Linked DNA regions of Cricetulus griseus: region 2 is linked to region 1. A link is a contact called in public Micro-C data. All regions are on one chromosome and are shown on one strand. The core of a region is the stretch at or near the end of the contact, and the rest is flanking DNA. Distances in the headings are between cores, read along the strand shown.

What was found. A called contact is a pair of places that touch in the nucleus more often than the background predicts.
Region 2: a contact with region 1 is called in a Micro-C map of the CHO-K1 cell line, with 2.6 times the contacts expected there. The contact joins the enhancer-like site here to the promoter of Septin9 in region 1. A contact is called at or near these places in 4 of 8 Hi-C or Micro-C datasets (the CHK-Q cell line, the CHL-YN cell line, the CHO-K1 cell line and 1 more).

Annotation. Positions count from the first base shown.
Region 1 is chr7:129,790,531-129,795,243 of CriGri-PICRH-1.0, reverse strand. Septin9 (septin-9) reads right to left here and starts at 2,845. Exons shown (of 12, transcript XM_027425556.2): 1 at 2,043-2,845. The coding sequence starts at 2,064. LOC103161705 (a long non-coding RNA gene) reads left to right here. Exons shown (of 3, transcript XR_003487116.2): 1 at 1-1,928; 2 at 4,610-4,713. It also overlaps the pseudogene LOC113836419.
Region 2 is chr7:129,876,718-129,881,430 of CriGri-PICRH-1.0, reverse strand. All of the region lies in intron 2 of Septin9 (septin-9), which reads right to left. Among named protein-coding and RNA genes, the nearest start is that of Septin9, 87 kb to the right of the region's middle. Within about 2 kb of position 2,665, at least 2 of the 6 cell types and tissues checked have open chromatin away from gene starts, as enhancers often do. A contact at or near this core is called in the CHO-K1 cell line, where this site is marked.

The sequences.
Region 1 (4,713 bases), core at 1,596-4,095:
TGAAAAGACATAGACAAATGGCTGGGCAGTTGTGGAGCTTGACTGCAATGACTGAGGCCCTGGATTCCATTTACAGTCTCCCCAGAAAGGAAGGGAGGGAAGGGCTGACCTTGGCCCTGGCCCCACCCTAAGAGAAGGTCCCCCGGGGTGGGGGGTGTAGCTCATTGGTAGTGCCTGCCTGGTGTGCACGATGCCCTGGTCCCTTCCCCAGTGGCATGCAAACACGGTGTGACAGGGTTGTCATCCCAGCACCCCAGTGCTAGAGGCAGGAGGATCCGGAGTTCAATACCATTCAGGGCTACACAGGGAATCTGAGGCCAGGTAACCTGTCTCAAAACAAACGAAAGGAGAAGGTCCCGCTCTGGTCTGGTGCTGCGCTGTCCCCAGCCGAGGACACTAGTAATGGCTGGATAGAGAAGGCCAGGATCCATGGCTCTCAAAGGCTGCTTTGTCCCGTGGATAAAAAGCTCTGGTCAGCCCGTGAGGCTCCAAGCTTTCACTCTTGGGTCTCCAGGGAGCCACCTCCCCTTTAGGCAAGGATCTCAAATACCTGGCTGTCACCCACCTAGGCTATGCCTTGTCATCTACAGAATGAAGGCTGGGCTCAGGGGAGGTGTGGCTCGGGCTGAGTAAAAGCCTAGTGTTCAGGAGGCCCTGAACCTTACAACCCAGCACAGCCATACAAAGTAAGTGCAGGCCCCAGCCAGCCAGCCAGGCAGCCACTAAAACAACTGCCATTTACAGCTGGTGACAGAGGAGGTGGCAGGGCCAGGCTGCCTATGGGGGACACAACATCACCTGTCCAGGCCTCAGAAGCAGTGGGTGGCATTCTCAGCCATGCCACCCCCGCAAACTAGGCACAGAAAACTTTACCTCTATACCCATCACCTCCAGCTGGTCATGATGCCAAGCTCAACCAACGCAGGTTTGTTTCCCCTCCCGGGTCTTCTGTTGTGCCCCTCAGGGTCACAGGACACACTGCCATCAGCCAGGCACCAGGTGGCTGCCTCCTAGTGAATGCCTGGCCAGTTTTGATATGACATCAGAAAATCACAGTATCGAGTATTGGGATTGGTGGGGTCCGGCCATCCCTCAGAGGAGCCCCTGAGACCCGCTTTCCTTCTCTCTCTGTCTCAGAGACCCCCGTCCATGGACTCAGAAACAACCAACAGCCCGGAGCCAAATGACACTTTTGGGTGGGGTTTAGCCTTTTATCATGACCACAGAACACCAGTCTAGAGTAAGGGTCACATCCCTAGAATTCCCCACCCACACCATCCCGCAGCCTGTGACTCAGATGGTGCCCAAGGCAGAGGAGGCAGTAATGACCTCAGACACTGACAGTCCCAGCAGGAACAGGCAGCTTAACCTGGGAACAACTTGACTGGGATGGCTAAGGAAAGGGAGACTTGTTCTCTCCCTTGAACTGTCTATCCCCTGCTGGGTCTCCTCTGGATCCAAGGGGACCGCAGGAGTACATGGCCACATATACACTCACAGGCATGCACTCGGGCCCTGTGAACACACACACACACACACACACACACACACACTCTCTCTCTCTCTCGAGGGTGCACATGTGTGCTTACACCTCCTCCAAGCACTGGGAGCCACCACCTCTATAATCAACTTCCCAAGAGGCCCAGCAAGGCTATTTCAGGAGAAGACCAAGGCCAGATGATGGGCAAACAAGCCAGGCCACCTTGGCCCTGGTGCAGAGCCTGTCCCCACCATCCACCCTTCCTGAGTCTCTAAGTTCACAGTGGTCACAGACGTAAAAGCAGCCTGCCGGAAAATGAAAGAGAAATAGCACAGGAGGAGAAACCCAGTTTAAATAAAAGCCAGACTCGGCAGGGCTTAGTGGAAAGCAGCATTCCAGCTGGCACAACGTGGAACAGTCAGCAGAAAAAGGAAATAGTTCTGTAAAAGTAAGTGAACTTGACCCTGGGTGCCTACTTCCTGAGGCATCGGTGAAAGCCACCAGTTGGACATGGGTCGGGTTCAGGGATGGGGGATTTGGGAAGAGGAGGGCTGTGGCCTACCTGTGATGCGATCTCTCTCCATTCCTACGGATGTATTTACAGCAGGCAGACAGGATGCCGGTGTCCCCTGCGCGGAGGGAGGGGTCCTCCTCCCCTTTCTCACCCTGTCAACCTCCCTCTCTCTGCCTCCTCCTCTTCCTCTAAAAACACTCTTTGTCTGGTCTAATTTCTTCAATCTGTTGCAATCACGAACAGATCCAAATTACCACATTTCCATGTGTTGGTCATATGTCTCTGCTCCAAACTGAAGTAGCATTGTCTCTGCCACACAGAGGGGAATAGGGAGCACAAGGAGAAAAGTTGAAAAATGGGGGGGTGGGGGCTCGATGGGATCCTAGGGAGTCCCTGGGTCCTCTCCCTGAGCGCAGGACCAGCTGCCTGGCCCTCAGTGTGGTGTCCAGCGTGCAGCTTCCGGCGCCTCCTCTCTCCGCCCCCTCCAGCCCCCGCCTCTGGAGCCTGGCTGTTCCCTTTTAATATCCACTTGGAGATGCCTAACTTAGGCTCTTGGAAACCAACTCCTAGAGTCAAATTCCTGGCCACTTGCAAAGTCTTTCATTTTCCTCCCGTCTAGTGCTGCTGTGATTTTCTTGGCTTTTAAACATTTAAAAAGCCTATGTCCTGCGTGCCTGCCTCACCTTACTGGGAAGGTCCAGATCTCAACCCCACCACATGCAACCTATCTGGGCAGGCGGTGGTCACCTCCCAGACAGGAGGGCTGAGAGAAGGTTCCAGATACCTGCCCAAGACAAACCCTAAAAAAGGTCCCCTTGTCCTGTTAGCTCCAGCACCAGAGGGACAGACTGTCCCCACCCCACGCTCCCTCCCGAGAGGCTGAGCTGGCTGGAGGCTTCCTGGAAGATTCCCACCCCATACATATGAGTCAGTAAGTCTCAGAGGTCCCTAGGGAGGGAATGCGTCCTCCGGCTGCAATTTCCCCAGACTCAGCGGCTCTCTGAGAACATGGCTGGCCCCAGGGCTCAGCTCTATTTCCTGAAGGACACCTGGTCCAGGGGCTGCTCACCTGGAAAGGGTAGGAGGAGCCCTCAGCACCTGCTCAGAGCCCTGGCTGGGTTGATGGGCTCAGCAGTACAAGAAGGAGGGCTTGGGGGAAGGGCCCCAGGGTGTGGGGCATCCTTGTACCAAAAGATCACTCAAACCTGGTGGAAAGTAGGGCTTTGCTGTCCAGTGTCTACTTAAAGAAAACATGTATCTGTGTCGTGGTTTCTGTGAAAACAGTGTCTCTTTATTGTGTTGGGTTTTGTTGGTATTTTGAGACCAGGGACTGGAATTCTAAGTAAATCAGGCTGGCCTTGAACTTGTGGAGATCCTAGCGGTTTTCATTAGGGCATGTGTCACCCTGCCTCACTTAGACTTTCAGTCTCTCTCTCTCTCTCTCTCTCTCTCTCTCTCTCTCTCTCTCTCTCTCAGCTTTTTTTTAAGGTCTCCATTTTTTTTTATTCTTTATGTGCAAAGACTAGCATGATCTGTGTCACTGGGTAGACAGTCTTGAATAATCCATTCAAGGTTGCTTAGTCCAACTTAATGAAGCCTATGTCCTTCTTGTATTGACGCAAGCACTGACAGCACAACTTCAGCCCGTATTTTCGGATCAAACCGTGGCGGTTACAGCAGACTCAGCGAGATCGAGAGTCTTGGCCAAACTTATGCGGGTGACTCCAGTAGAGCTGCTGGTGACCCATCTTTCCTTCAGTCCGCCAGAGAGGAAAAAGGCTCTCTCAGTTTTTTGAGACAGTGTTTCTCTTCGTGACAGTCCTGGCCATCCTGGAACTCAATTTGTAGACCAGGCTGGCACCGAACCCACTAAGATCTGCCTGTCTCTGCCTCCTGAGTCTGGGATTAAAGGCGTGTTTCACCACTGGATGGCCTTAAAGTACATTTCCATCATTTTGGTTTTATTCCATAGTGACTCTATATAAGGGCTGTAAGCCTTTGATGGTCTCTCTTGAAAAAGAAAGGGCACGTGGCAAGCCTGGGAAAGCATTCATGCCTGGCCACTGGGTGCTCGTAGCCCAAATGTCACAGCCTTCAGATAAGCCATATACTGTCCACTGTTCTTAGGTCCCCAGGGCTCCTTGAGAGTTTGTAGACCCTCCCTCACTGTCCCATAGCTAAAGCACCCCCAGGCCCAAGATGCAACTCCAGGCCCCTCCCTCCCTGTCTGGGGCAGGACCCCAAATGCCCTCCCCTAGACAGTAAGGCATCTTCTTGTGGGAATGTACAGAACATCCCTAGCCTCCTGGGAGACAACAAGCCAAATGTCCCTGCCAGGGAGCAAGGAGAGGAGCCTCAAAGGGCAGCCGTCACCGTGAGAGAGCTGGGGTCAGTGCCTCAGTGGAAAAAGACTCGGGCACTGGAAGAGTTGACCGATGGTCCCCTAAGAATTCACATTCTAGAACCCATGACTGAGGCCTTGTTAGGAAGGGGGCTTCAGATGAAGATGTTGTCTGGATCACTCGGGTGGCCCAAAAGGCAACAGCATATATGTCTTTAAGGGGGGCATTTGGGGCTGGGGCTGGGGCTGAGTTGGACGTATGCTTGCCTCACAGACACAGAACTCCACAACCAGCGCCACATAAGCCAGGTTCTTTACCGCACACGAGTGAACCCAGCACTGGGAGGTGGAGGCAGGAGGATCAGGAGTTCAACGTCA
Region 2 (4,713 bases), core at 1,416-3,915, 86 kb before region 1:
TGTGAGTTTGAGGCCAGGCTGGTCTACAGAGTGAGTTCCAGGACAGCCAGAAACATAGTGAGACCCTGTCCAAAAAATAGAGTGGCCATTAGTCAGCATCCAGCACACGCTGGAGGCTCCCAATATGACCCCTGACCTGGGGCATGCCCTAGAAGAGGCTTCCTCAGGGGCCTGGCTGCTACGTGGGCAGGAGGTGTGTGGGAGATATACCTAGGGGGCAGCGAGGCCCAGGGCAGTGAGATGGCTCAGCAGGTAAAATGCTTGCTGCATCAGCCTGGTGACCTGAGTTCAATTCCTAGGACCAACATAAAGATGGACAGAGAGTTGACTCTACAAAAATGTCCCCTGACACCCACATATATGCCATCGTACGTGTGTGTGCACACACACAACAACAATAATAATAAAATAAATGAATAATTAAATTTTAAAGATGTCCTCTGGGCTGGAGAGATGGCTCAGTGGTTAGGAGCACCCAAGTTTAGTTCCCACACGGGGGCTCACACCTGTAACTCCAGTTCCAGGGGATCTGATTCTGATGCCCTCTTTTAGCCTCTGTGGGCCTTGGGCATGCATGTGGTACATGGCATAAAAATAAATAAGGAGAGAGAGAGAGAGAGAGAGAGAGAGAGAGAGAGAGAGAGAGAGAGAGAGAGAGAGAGAGAGAGAGAGATCCTTCCTACAAACATCTACTCTGGATATGTGAGTCCCTCGTGCTCCAGTGACTCTCAGGGGCTCTGCTGGTGTGGCAATGGCCTGCTGACCTATGGGAGGATCCTCACTAGAACCGTTGGGAAGACTCTCTCCTCATCCATCACAGATGGGGGTGCCTCAGGTCCCACCTGAGAGACAGCCTCTCACAGCCCTGCTTACTGCCCCCCATAGAGGTCCGGGTGGGGCAGTACAGTGCTCTGCTCCTGGCCAGGGCTGTAAGTCTCCCTGTCTCTGGCCTTCCAACCACTTCTACACCAGGCCTTGCTGGGGCTGGGTGGCTGAGATGTGGCCCAGGAGCTCTGAACTACAGCAGCTGCCATTTGCATGAGGCAGGCATCTAAGCTGGGCTGTGCGACCTACAGGCTGTCTTAGACAACCTGTGTGAGCCCTCATCCAGAGTACCTCAGCCCTGTACCCTTTTTTCACTCTTCAGCACAAACAAGGCTTCTAGAACCCCCACCCACTCTTCCTCTAGCTTAATGACATTTGACCCCACACACACACACTTCTCCAGTGGCCTGGCCAGTCTGAAACCCAGCTGTGTAGTCCAGGACTCCCAAGTGCTGGGATGGCAGGTGTGGTCACACCCGCCGCCATGCAGCCAGGGACTTGCTTCAGCTCTGCCCCACACAGCGGCCCAGGCCTTCTCCTGGGGTTAGCCCCAATGCTACAGGAAGCCCAGCAGTTTTCAGTTACTCCCAAGACAGAGGAACTGATGCCTGCCCCGCTTTGCCTAGCCTCCACCCATGGGGCCACTGTAGCCCAACAGGCTGTAGGTGGCAGGGACCAAAACGTCCAGGCCACACCCTTGCAGGGAAGACACTCCCGGTAGGGGAGACAGCTGCTTCAAGCACAGGAAAAGGAAAGAGGGGAAGTGGAGGACCCTCCCTTCCCCCACTCACTGGTGGCATCTAGAAGGCCCCACCCCCATCCTACCTCAGGAGAGCTCCCCTCTGCCCAGCCCCAGTAATGAATCCCACATTGACTGGCTCCCGCCCCTCGCCCTCGGTGCTCAACAGCTGGCCCACAGAAGGTGCTGGAGTTGAGAGTCTCACATCCCACAGCCCTTCCTCTGCAGATAAGGCCCCTCTGTTCCGGCCCTGGCCCTGGGAAAGTGGGGGGGTGGGGGAGGCTGGGTTAACCCTTTCCTACAAGACACATCTTCAGGGCCTCCTGGTCCCAGCAAAGGTGCACACCACCAGGACAGAGAGACCATGAAAATGATCACCAATAACACATGCCCTACAACAAAGGCTGTCCGCCAATAAGCAGGTGACAGTGGTTAGGGAAAGGATCCAAATTTAAACTATCCATTTGCCTTAGCCACAGCTGTGTGTCCTTAGAGGAGTTACTTAACCTCTCTACCTACGCCTTCTCTCTCTCTCTCTCTCTCTCTCTCTCTCTCTCTCTCTCTCTCTCTCTCCCTCCCTCTCTCTCTCCCTCTCCCTCTCTCTCTCTCTCTCTTTGTGTGTGTGTGTGTGTGTGTGTGATTTATTTATTTATTTATTTTTGTTTTTGGAGACAGGGTTTCTCTGTGGCTTTGGAGGCTGTCCTGGAACTAGCTCTTGTAGACCAGGCTGGTCTTGAACTCACAGAGACACACCTGTCTCTACCTCCCGAGTGCTGGGATTAAAGGCGTACGCCACCACGGCCCAGCCTTCAGTTCTTTCTCTGTGAAATGCTAATAATGGCAAGAACCAATATGACAGGGCTGATGGACCCAATGAAGTACTTACTCTAGGTATGGGGCCCTGTGACATTCTGGGGCCACAGGAAGCTCTAGTTAATTGACCATAACAGACCTTGTCTCATGTCAGAAGCTCAGCAGAGATAGCTCGGTTGGTGCTTGGATGGGCAACTGTCTGGGAGCCAAGGGTAAGGCCCTGCTTCCTGTGAGCCCTGCCCAATCCAGCTGGGCCCCACTCTTAGCTCCAGGAGTTGACCTCTCTCTGAGTCAGAGACCACAGGAGCCCCTGGGGTTGTACCAGTGTCCGGATGTGAGGATGCTTCGAGATTACTCTCTGACCTCCTCAAAGCCACACTTCTCTCCCCTGCTCCAGTTCTAGCCATGGAGCCCAGGGCAGCCTGGGACCTGAGCCCTGACCCTGGAGTGTACAGGGCTGTTCTCGCATTTCGGCATCCAGTGGCCACATGGTCTGGCCCAATAGTGAGGGAAGCTTGTGGCCCAATAGGAGTTGACATTCCACACACCCAGACAAGGGTTAGCAAGGGTTAGCAAGGCCATGAGACCCTGGAGACCCTTTGTCAGCCTCGTCAGCCCTGCCACCAGCAGTCCCTCTCTACCCAGAGTTCTGAGAGGTGCCTGGAGCTGCTACGGCACATGTGCCAAGCCACACTGCTGGCAGGTGCCGAGGCTGGAGGCTGAGCCCACCGATCTTGCTCTAGGCGACATGCTCTGTCTCAAAGCAAGTCTGCAGACAGTAGACAACATGGAGGGAAGGACCTGTACAGTAGAGGCCCCACACTGCACCAGCCCACCAAAGCCAAACCTGGGAACTGCAAACAAGCGATGGTGCACAGGTCACAGCCGTAGCCTGGCCCTGCCAATACAAAGTAAAGGAGGTGGATGTGGGGTTGGAAGTCCCACCTGGCATTTTCTAGGTAAGAGGCCTTCTCAGGCGCAGGAAGGGCTTAATTACTACCACAGGGGAAGAGTGAATGTGTGCAGGAGAGAGCGTGCAGCCCAGAAAACCACATGGGCAATGTGAAGGGCCAGTGCCTAGGCTGGCGAACCTGCAAGGAGGAAGAGACGGGATCCCTGTGGGTGCTGGGGACCAGCCACCGCCGCGATTCTCTTCCTTTGCACACTCATCCCCATGGTGGCAGCTCCTCAGCCATCGTGGACAGCTGGTCACACTTGAGTCTCAGCCCAACCCCTCTCAGGCCCTAGAAAGCCGAAGGGTCAGTGCAGGGCACAGCTGCTGCCACTGGGGAGGCAGTGCCAGGCTCGAGGGTGACTAGGAAGCTGGGAAGCAGCTGGAGTTCTGTGCCTTCTGGCAGCTAAATGAGCAGTCCATTGGTCAGCAGGGATCTGGACACAGTGAAGGGGGCCTTGCCCTGCTCCCCCGACTGCAGGATGGCCGTCTGAGCAGACACTTCCCTGCCTCTCTTGTCCAGCCCCTCATGCACTAGAGAACCCCTTGACTGCTCTGCAGGGGCAGGGGCTGGGGGATGATACCACCGCGCTTGTGTTTCAGCCTTGGTGTCTGATAACAGGTAGCAGCTGTGCGCCCGGAGGAGCTTCCCAGAGGGTTCCTGGCTAGTGAAGAAGTCCACAGAAAGGGTGGGCCAAGTGGCCTATGACGACAGCAAATGACGACAGCATCCTTAGGCTGCCTGGACTCAGAAACAGATCATTTTGAGCTTCAACAAATTCTCTCTTGCAGCTGAAGCCATTTGGAGCCTGGCTTTGTGCTGCTGGGGAAGCCTAACACATCCAGTGGACTCAGCTAAGGCGGGTGGGATGCCTGGGGAGGGAGGGGCTCTTCTGACTCCGGTGGAGAGTCACCTCTGAGAGCCAAGAGTTGGGGCTCTTTGTGAGAGTGGAGACTGCGATGGCAACAGCTCCCAAGCAAGGAACTCTGTCTGTCTTTCCCCCCACCTATATCCACCCCCTTGACGGCTTCCCTCATCAGTCGTCGGCATCCTGAGATCCAAGAATACACAAGGAGGGAAACTACCACACAGGCCGCTGGTAAGTGGCAGTTTCCAGTGCCCCATCACCCCAGAGACTTTCCTAAGCCCCACTCAACTTTTCCACCTCTCCCATCTGTGAAACCGGGTACTGGGACACAGAGAGTTAAGCTACGAAATGTTGACACACAGTAAGAGAGTCTTCCTCTGTCCACCCACCCCCAAGGACAGAGATGACACAGCAAGGATAAGTCTCCAAGAACTTCACATTCCAATCGGAAACAGGAAGCTGGGGAGCAGGGCTTTGTTCTATCTCTGTGTCTTGCCATTCCCACATCTCAGCTG